Linked DNA regions of Sus scrofa: region 2 is linked to region 1. Evidence: chromatin contacts called from public promoter capture Hi-C data. All regions are on one chromosome and are shown on one strand. The core of a region is the stretch at or near the end of the contact, and the rest is flanking DNA. Distances in the headings are between cores, read along the strand shown.

Region 1 (4,588 bases), core at 102-2,601:
GGTCCTTATCATCAAATGTAGTCAATGTCCTTGCAAGAGGAGGAGTTTCGGTCCAGACAGAGAGAAGACCATGTGAAGGCACAGGGAGAAGGCAACCCTCCTCAAGCCAAAGAAAGAGGCCTTAGAAGGAACCAACCCTTGGATCTTGGACTTCTGACCCCAGAACTGTACGAAAATAAACTTTTCTGTTCAAGCCACCCAGTCTGGCGTATTTGTTATGGCAGCCTGAGCACACTAATACAGCATGTATGTCATGAGCTTGACTAATGGATTGCATGCTTTGTGACCACATCCACCAGTAAAAAATCTGTTCTGCGTCGTGACCCAAAATACGTGTGCACACTTAAAATGGAAACACTGCTTTTCCTTGCCGTGTGACGTGTTCTCTGATCTTTTCTTCCCCATTTTTTCCTCTCTATTCTATTATCTCTTTCATTTAGAAATAGAGGCTTCTACTAATTACTCTCAGTGACCCCATAATGGGTCACCCCTGCAGCTTGAAGAACGTTGCCCCTCATCAGAATAGAAGGACAGGTAACTGCCGTGCGCTTCCCAGAGACTGACCTCGTACTGGGTGATGAGCTTGTCATGTAAGGGCCAAGACAGGACATCTAGGAAAGGACTGAGTCAGGACACAAATGAGGTATCCTGTGTCACAGCCCTTCCCTTGATCAGGCTCGGAGTGGGTTTCGTCCTCCTCCTGCATGGACTCTCTGAACTGCAGAGTGTGAGTCCAAGCTGGGTACATGTTGTAGCAGACAGTGACGTTGGAGCTGACCTCCTCCTCTTTGCAACCTGTGCTTCGAGGCAGTCCCAGACCTTTCATGATGTGCAGCCTTGAGGGAGGTGGTAATGTCACAAAACACAGGGAACAGAAGGGCCTGTATTTTCTCTCTCTCTCTCTCTCCCTCTGGCAGCCCGTGAGTGGCATAAGGCTCACATTCTGTCCCCAGCTCTTGGCTCCAGAGCAGGGGCCCCAGGGTCTAGGGTGGAGGTGGGAAGGGTCACACCTATCGCTATGGTCACTGGCCCAGCCTGTCCCTTTGCATGCGCTCACATGCGCTCTTGCCCACTGCACCTGGGCTCCTGGCTGCCCGGTAGGTCTCCAAGCCCTGGAGAACCTATCTACACTGTCCCTTTCTGTTGCCTGTGGTCAAGATCCATTTCTGTTGTTTGCAGCCAAGATTTCTGAGGGACACAGATACATGTATTTAAGTGGAATCTGTGAATATATCAGCTTCTCCACCACGCCTCAGAGCAACACCTTTCTGGGCTACAGGGTACACCGCATGCCTCAGGGGTGAGTCTTAATCTTGATTAACAATGAGACATATCTGGAGTTCCCCTCATGGCTCAGCAGTAATGAACCCGACTAGGAATCCAAGAGGACATCGGTTTAGTCCCTGGCCTCCCATGGCATTGCCATGAGTTGTGGTGTAGGTCAAAGACGCAGCTCAGATCCCGAGTTGCCATGGCAGAGGCCAGCAGCTGTAGCTCTATGTGCGGCCCTAAAAAGCAAAACAAACAAAAAAACAAAGACGGGCCACATCAAGAGAAAAAATGAGGATGTTAATTAAACCTACTATGGTAGTCATTTCATGGCACACACATAAACCATCACTGCTGTACACCTAAAACAAGTACAATGTTTATATGTCAGTTCTTTCTCAATTAAAAAAATAAGGATGCATTTTTAAAAAGAGAAGGAAAAAAGGTAGCAGCCATCTATCATACACAGAAGCAAGCCCCACTCTGCACTGGGCAGGGTCAAGCTCATGGCACCTTCTTTGTCCTAAAGAAGCAGCGAGGTATCATCCCAAAGCACTGCTCCCACTGGGTCAGGTGCTTCTTGCCAAGGTACAAAGGACTTGTTTGCTTTCCTGACCCTGTGCATTCATCCAGAGCACACCATGCTAATGAGAGCCTGGGTCAAATCAGTTAGACCGCCTGTTTTTGTAAATAGATTTTTTCTTTTCTTTTCTTTTTTTTTTTTTTTTGCTATTTTCAGAGCTGCAACTGCAGCATATGGAAGTTCCCAGCATATGAAAGTCTCCAGGGGTCGAATCGGAGCTGCAGCTGCCTGCCACAGCCATGGTTACAGCAATTTGGGATCCAAAACTCATCTGTGACCTACACCACAACTCATGGCAACGTCAGATCCCCAACCCATAGAGCAAGGCCAGGGATCGAACGTGCATCCTCATGGATGCTCTTTGGATTTGTTTCTTCTGCCCCACAATGGGAACTCCTGTAAAAAGAATTTTATAGGATCACAGCCAATGCCTCTTTACCTTCATGTTGTCTCTCTGGCTGCCTCCCTGAGTTGTTGCAACAGAGACAGTACAACCTGTGAAGCCAAGAATATTTGCTCTCTGGCCATTGGTACAAAAAGATTACCAACTCCTGACCTGGAGCAGCAGACCCCAGAAGGGCAGACAAGTCTCTGAGTCACTCTAATATCTTTTCATTTTTTTAATTTAAAATTTTAGTTTAGTTTCTGGAGTTTCTGTTGTGGCTCAGTGGAAACAAACCCAACTAGTAACTATGAAGATGTAGGTTCAATCCCTGGCCTTGCTCAGTGGGTTAAGGATTCGGTGTTGCCATGAGCTGTGGGGTAGATCACAGATACAACTCGGATTCTGTGTTGCTGTGGCTATGGTGTAGGTCAGCAGCTGCAGCTCGATTTGATCCTTATCCTGGGACCTTCCATATGCCACACATGAGGCCCTAAAAAAAAAAAAAAAGGAGAAGGAGAAGAAGAAAATAATTTTACTTTAGGTTCTGGGTTTTGTTTTGTTTTTGTTTTTGTTTTTTTTAGGGCTTTGCCAGCCACATATGGAAGTTCCCAGGCTAAGGATGGAATTGAATCAGAGCCACAGCTCTGGCCTACACCAGAGCCACAGCAACTCGGGATGCGAGCTGCATCTACAACCTACACTACAGTTCATGGCAACACTGTATACTTAACCCACTGAGCGAGGCCAGGAATTGAAACTACACCTTCATGGATACAAGTTGCATTCTTTACCTGCTGAGCCATGACGGGAATTCCTTTTCTTTAGTTTCTGAATGAGTAATGCATTTGCCTGCTTCAAATCAAAATCAAAAAATGAGAAAAGTCCTATTTCTTTCTCTCCCTATCTAACCCCTTGTTCCAAGAAATAATAGTTCTCAAGATTTGTATGTATTTAGGCTTGCTTTTTTTGAGGTGATGCAAATATTCTGAAATTGACTGGAGATGGTTGCGTGTATCTGTGAATCTACTAAAAGCCATTAAATTGTACATTTTATATGGATCAGTTCTGTTATATGTGAATTATATCTCGATAAAGCTGTTATTCCAAAATAATCAACAACACAGAATATCAGTGTGTGTTAATTAAGTTTAATCTGCACCCTAGGGGTGATTAGTCAGCATTCAAACACACCCACCAGGAACTTTTGTCCAAGTGCATTAAAATCACTTTATAAACATGCAGCAGGGAGTTCCCATTGTGGCTCAGTGGTTAACGAATCCGAATAGGAACCATGAGGTTGCTGGTTTGATCCCTGCCCTTGCTCAGTGGGTTAACGATCTGGCGTTGCCGTGAGCTGTGGTGTAGGTTGTAGACGAGGCTCAGATCGCTTGTTGCTGTAGCTCTGGAGTAGGCCGGTGGCTACAGCTCCAATTAGACCCCTAGCCTAGGAACCTCCATATGCCGTGGGAGCGGCCCTAGAAATGGCAAAAAGACAAAAAAAACCCCAAAATTAAAAAAAACTGGAAAGTCTGTAATTATCATAGGGCAAGGTAGGAACAGATTTTTATCCGTAATATGAATGTTGTTTAAGAATTGCAGGAGTTCCTGCTGTGGCTTAGTGGGTTAAGAACTCAACATAGTGGATGAGGATGCAGGTTCAAGGATCTGTGGCCTCACTCAATGAGTTAAGGATCGGGTGTTGCCACAAGCTACAGCATAGGTGACAGGTGTGGCTTGGATCCAGTGCTGCTGTGGCTGTGGTGTAGGCCTACAGCTGCAGCTGTGATTTGACCCCTAGTGTGGGAACTTCCGTGTGTGTGGCTGTGAAAAGAAAAATTTAAAAAAAGAGATTGCAGTTGGCTAAAAAGAGTATGTGAGCAGAGCTCTCTGTGTATATACAACACAGAAGCAAACGCAGCCACCAGACCCCTATAGCCTGGCATTCTAGGTCCAGGGACCCTCATTGACAAGGACCCTGTGGCTGGATCAAATGAAAAGATTCACCTGCTCTCAGGTCACCATTTCCTGCCGCAGGGTGGCAAAAGACAGAGAGGAGAAATTCTCTCAGATGATCAGACCAAGTTAGATGACTGACTTAGCTGTCTGTTGCCAATAACTGTTTGAATCAGTAGCAGAATGTATTCTGAAACTTGCTTTTGTTGTTCACCTGACGATTGTTGGAAGCAAGTGATATTGAGATGTTGAATAGCCAGTGAGGCTTGGTGTGTCCATGGTGCTGGGGCAGGTCCCCTTTGGTTGCTGGCTTGGGGAAAAGGTGGGGAGAGCTCCCAGGAAAGAGACTGGAGCAGCTGGGATGGAGAGGCAGCACTGGGCATGGGGGTTTGGTGGAG
Region 2 (4,552 bases), core at 1,125-3,624, 150 kb before region 1:
CTGGCAAAACAATAAAGCTATTTTTTTTCTTCTTTGCCCCAAACTCTGCCCATGCATTTCTATTCTATTCAACACCAGTGCACTGAGGCCGAGTTTTGGCAACAATAGTATAGGGAGTTTTTGGATCTGGTGTCCCAAGTGTGAATATTTTTTACTAGCTCAAATGAGCGCAAAAATGTTATACATCTTTACTTTCCACCCAGCCCTCGCCCAGAAGGAAGCATGAATATTTGTCTGTTAGCTCAGATGTACATAAAAATGTTATGTATCTTTACTTTTTCTCCACCCAGCCCTTGCCCGGAAGGAGTAAAGGAAATCTACTCTTGGGCATTAATGAGGCCTTGAATAGAGGCTCTCCTTCTCTGGGGTCAGAGAAAATTCCAGGAGGGCTTTTAGTGTCCATTGGAGTTAGAGCCATTTTTCTTCAGCTCCTTAACTTGATCAGCCCATTGATGCTGAAACCCTCATCATCCACCATAAAGGTTCTTCTAAGGAGAAGGCATGTTGCTCTGTTATTTCTTTCTTTCTTTCTTTCTTTTTTTTTTTTTTTGTCTTTTTGCCGTTTCTTGTGCCGCTCCTGCGGCATATGGAGGTTCCCAGGCTAGGGGTTGAAACGGAGCCGGAGCTGCCGGCCTACGCCAGAGCCACAGCAACACGTGATCCCAGCCGTGTCTGCGACCTACACCACAGCTCACGGCAACGCCGGATCCTTAACCCACTGAGCAAGGGCAGGGATCAAACCCACAACCGCATGGTTCCTAGTCGGATTCATTAACCACTGTGCCACGATGGGAACTCCAGCTCTGTTATTGCTAATGACAAGCCTGGATTCCAGAATCTCCCGAAGCTGTGAGACCAAGCTCCCAAGGTCTAATAGATGCATCATATATCTGTGTTACTCCTAGAGCATCAGGGGCTGAGGCTTGAGTCTTTGATGCTTGAGAGAACACCAGCTTCCATCCCTCTTCCACTTGTGGATGGGGGAGGGGAAAGCACCCTTCCTCCTAACTGCTATGAAAATCTCTCACCCCACCTGGGCTCTCAGCCCTCTCCCGCCAGGACACCTGCAGTAGATGATGTATTTACTGAGAATGAGCCTTCTCAAAAGACAAGAAAGGTTGGCCTTTCAAGAATCCTGCAAAATATACTTGGCGATAGGAAACACAAGGGGATCAGCCATTTCTCCAAATAAAGGGGGTATGTCAAGAGGGGGCACCGAAAGCATGAAACCAATGAGCATCTCACTAAATAGCCTCCCACACTGCTTTGCATTCACCTACCGCAAAACCACATCAGTGAACAGCGGGGAAGCATGTTATAATTTCAGTGTTCTTAGCTGCGCTGAGATTCTATCTAGTCATGGAAGCATCAGAGAGGACGGGGCACCACCCTCCTCCCCACCCCAACTCTTTAAGCTAAGCAGAGCTGGCTTTAACACTTGCTGTAAGAATAGCTACTAACCTGACATATCAGGCATTGTTCTGAGTGCTTCCGTGTGTTATCCCTTAATCCTCACAATGACGTTAAGAAGTAAGCTCTGTATATCCAAATCCTTTATTTAAAGTCTTCCGAGCAAGCTGTTTCAGAACGCAGAATTTTTTGGATTTTAGGAAGATATTAAGGTGCATGTAATTTATACACTTCCCCAAAAGGGTCTGAAACAGATTTCGTACAAACTAATTAAGGTGCCTTCAGGGAAACAAATAATCCCAAGTGATGGAAATTAACACTGTATACAACTTACTTTACATCGGTTTGGGTCAGGTTTTGCCACCAAATGAACTAAGAAAGGCTTTAGATTTTCAGGCTCTTGGAATTTTGGACTGTAATAGGCTCCACTTTACAGATAAAGAGAATGAGGCACCGCAAGATAGGTAACGTCCAAGGTCACATAGTTAAGAAGTGGTGAGAGGGCTCAAGCTTTCAGGACCAAGGGGGTCAGGAGAAAACCACCTCGACACACTTTCTGTACCAGAAACTACCCCACCCTAGACCTTTTCACCGCACAGCCAGCGGCTGCGTATGCCCTCCCCTCCTCACCCCATTCCTTCCCTGCTTAGAGCTTCTGTAGTACTCATTTTATCTCTCCTTAATGCGGTTTAAAATAGCGGAGGCGAGCCTGTAGCGTCAACTTACCCCAGGCACCCCTAACAATCGCAGGAGGAACGTTCAGGAATTGGGTCTGGGGCAGGTACTGACTTTTAGCCCTCCCAGCCCTGCGTAGGGGGTTAACTTCAGGGGGGTGTGGAGGGCCACGCACGAAGAGCTGGCCTGGAGCAGGAGGTCTCAAGAGAGGAGTCGAATCCTTCAGGAGACCAGGAGAGGGCGCGTCCGCCTTTTCCCGTTTGAATTTCTTTTCTTTCCCTTCCCCCATCCGTTTTTCTATCTAACTAGCGAGAAGCTTGTTTGCTCAATTACATGCTTGGTATCCAGCTGATGGGGGCTGTGTCAGCCCCTTCATTTGTAAACCAAGCTCTTCCCTCCTGTGATGTCCTTCCTGGTCTTCTGCAGAAAACTGCTCCCAGACCGTCTCTCCCACCTCCTAGGATCCCACCCTAATTTCTGTTTTCTTGTCTTGCACGAGGAGCTTGTTACCAGAAGAGCTTGCCACACTGGCTTGGCAGAGACCTTGACCTCGCGATCAGATGCCTTGTGTGTCCTGCGTCTGCTTCCTTGCTTATCCCTTTACGTTCTCGCGGTGCTTGGAATGCAGACTAAGGCGGCTCTCCCTTCCTCGTCTGGTTTTCTTCCTTTCTTTCCCTCCCTCCCTTCCTTTTTTCTTTTTTTTTTTTCAAGGCCGCACCCGCGGCATATGGAAGTTCCCAGGCTAGGGGCAGAGCTGTAACTGCCTGATTACGCCACAGCAACGCGGGATCCGAGCGGCATCTGGGACCTACTTCATAACTCATGGCAATGCCAGATCCTTGACCCACTGAGCAAGGCCAGAGATCCAACCCGCATCCTCATGCATACTAGTCGGAGTTATTGCTGAGCCACATGGGGGAACTCCCTTGATTTCTTTCTTTTCATTCTGTCTAGTCCATTCCAGATAAAATCCAGGTCAATCCAGCAATCTCACCTGCCTTGAGCACCTGGAGCATCCAGTTGTCAGCTGATGGCTTGTTCCCCGGGAACAAGAATCCGAGAAGCATCCTGCAGGCTTCCTGTTTTTATTTGATTATTTATATATATATATATTTTTTTTAGAGTTAAGTTTTATTTGGGTGAAGTTAGGACTTAGGCCCGAGAGACAGCATCTGAGAAACCGCTTGGAGGCTTTGTGTTTTTAATTAAAAGTCTATTTTAAGGACAAAACCCGGTGGAAAGCCATGCGTGCAAGGTTAACTATATCTAGATGTAAGGCCTTTAACAGAGATCTAGGCTTTGACCCAAGGATGCCTGAGACCATCGTCCCTCTCTTTCCGTGGGGCACAGCCCCCAGTGGCTCTGGACTTATATAGGGACCCCCCCCCGCAGCGAAGACCGACTCCTTACACTTCATTTAATTAGTAATTTATTTTAATCAAGGAAGAATGTCACGGTCGTCACACTGACACCTTGGGAGGGAGCTACGCTAATCATACCACCAACGCTTATTCACCTTGGCCAATCCGGCATTAACCAGGTCAGGGCCTAGAGTTGTAGGCTGGCTCATGGGAGAGAAGGGGTGGCGCGATCCGCTGGGGCCTATGCGGGGCGGGGCGTTTGGGAGAGAGACCTGAGGAGGGGCGCGGCCTGGCGAGGGGGCGGGGAGTTGGGGCGGGGCCTTAGGGAGGCGGGGCCCGGGAAATTCCCCCGCGGAGGTGGGGAGGCCAGCGGGACTGTCAGCTGAGCACCGCTGGGCGGGGTCGCGAGGGCGCACGTCAGCCCCAGGCTTCCGAGCCCCCGCCACCGCCCCCGGCCGGTGCCCTGGTCAGCGTCTGCATCCGGGTCCGGAGCCCTTTCCCAGCCGGCAAGATGCCGAGGAAGCAGTGACCCCGAGGGAGGTTGGATCCCGAGCGCCGGGTGAGCGGGAGCAGAGGGGTGGGCAGGGGCTCGGCGAGACCAGTGGCTCCCTCTTCGCGCTGGAGCTGTTTCCGCAGCCCCTGTCTCTGACACCAGGAGCCGGTAGAAGTGTGGGTGGCGAAGGGTGGGGCGTCCCCTGCGGTGAGGCGGCTACGCTAGGAAGGTTTCCGGGCCCCGGCGAATCCTGACCTGGTGCGAAAGGGCAGCGGGGCCGTCCATCCCAAAGCTCCCTTCCCCCTCTTTTACCCGCTTAGCTGGCCGCAGGTGACTTCCTCTGAGTCAGGAAGGTGGTTTAAGGGTGACATCCTCCCCTAGGTTGGGAATGATTATACGGCCAGTTCCTTATTATAAGGGAAGGGGTTAAGGACACACCTTTGGAAGACTTTAACTGCTCTCTAGCTTTTTGAGATGGCCCAGGACACTAAGGTGGGGGCCGCTTTCTAAAGTGGTGGGAGTACTGAACACCTGAAAGGAATCTTCATAAACCGTTGTCTAGAGAGTATGTCTGTGTTTGTGTATATCTATATATGTCTAGATACATACATAG

Evidence for each region. Promoter capture Hi-C pulls out the DNA fragments that hold promoters and counts their contacts.
Region 2: a promoter capture Hi-C map of liver shows a contact between it and region 1, with 5 times the contacts expected there. The contact joins the promoter of LOC100736825 here to the enhancer-like site in region 1. A contact is called at or near these places in 2 of 5 promoter capture datasets (both in liver), 6 of 47 Hi-C or Micro-C datasets (embryonic fibroblasts, fetal skeletal muscle, liver and 1 more) and 2 of 2 datasets of contacts at active chromatin or transcription factors (alveolar macrophages and skeletal muscle).

The regions. Positions count from the first base shown.
Region 1 is chr10:48,433,559-48,438,146 of Sscrofa11.1, reverse strand. No RefSeq gene overlaps it. Among named protein-coding and RNA genes, the nearest start is that of UCMA, 25 kb to the left of the region's middle. Within about 2 kb of position 1,351, at least 6 of the 83 cell types and tissues checked have an H3K27ac peak or open chromatin away from gene starts, as enhancers often do. A contact at or near this core is called in liver, where this site is marked.
Region 2 is chr10:48,582,156-48,586,707 of Sscrofa11.1, reverse strand. LOC100736825 (protein transport protein SEC31-like) reads right to left here and starts at 2,374. Exons shown (of 3, transcript XM_021064282.1): 1 at 2,137-2,374. The coding sequence starts at 2,374. It also overlaps a transcript of OPTN not described here.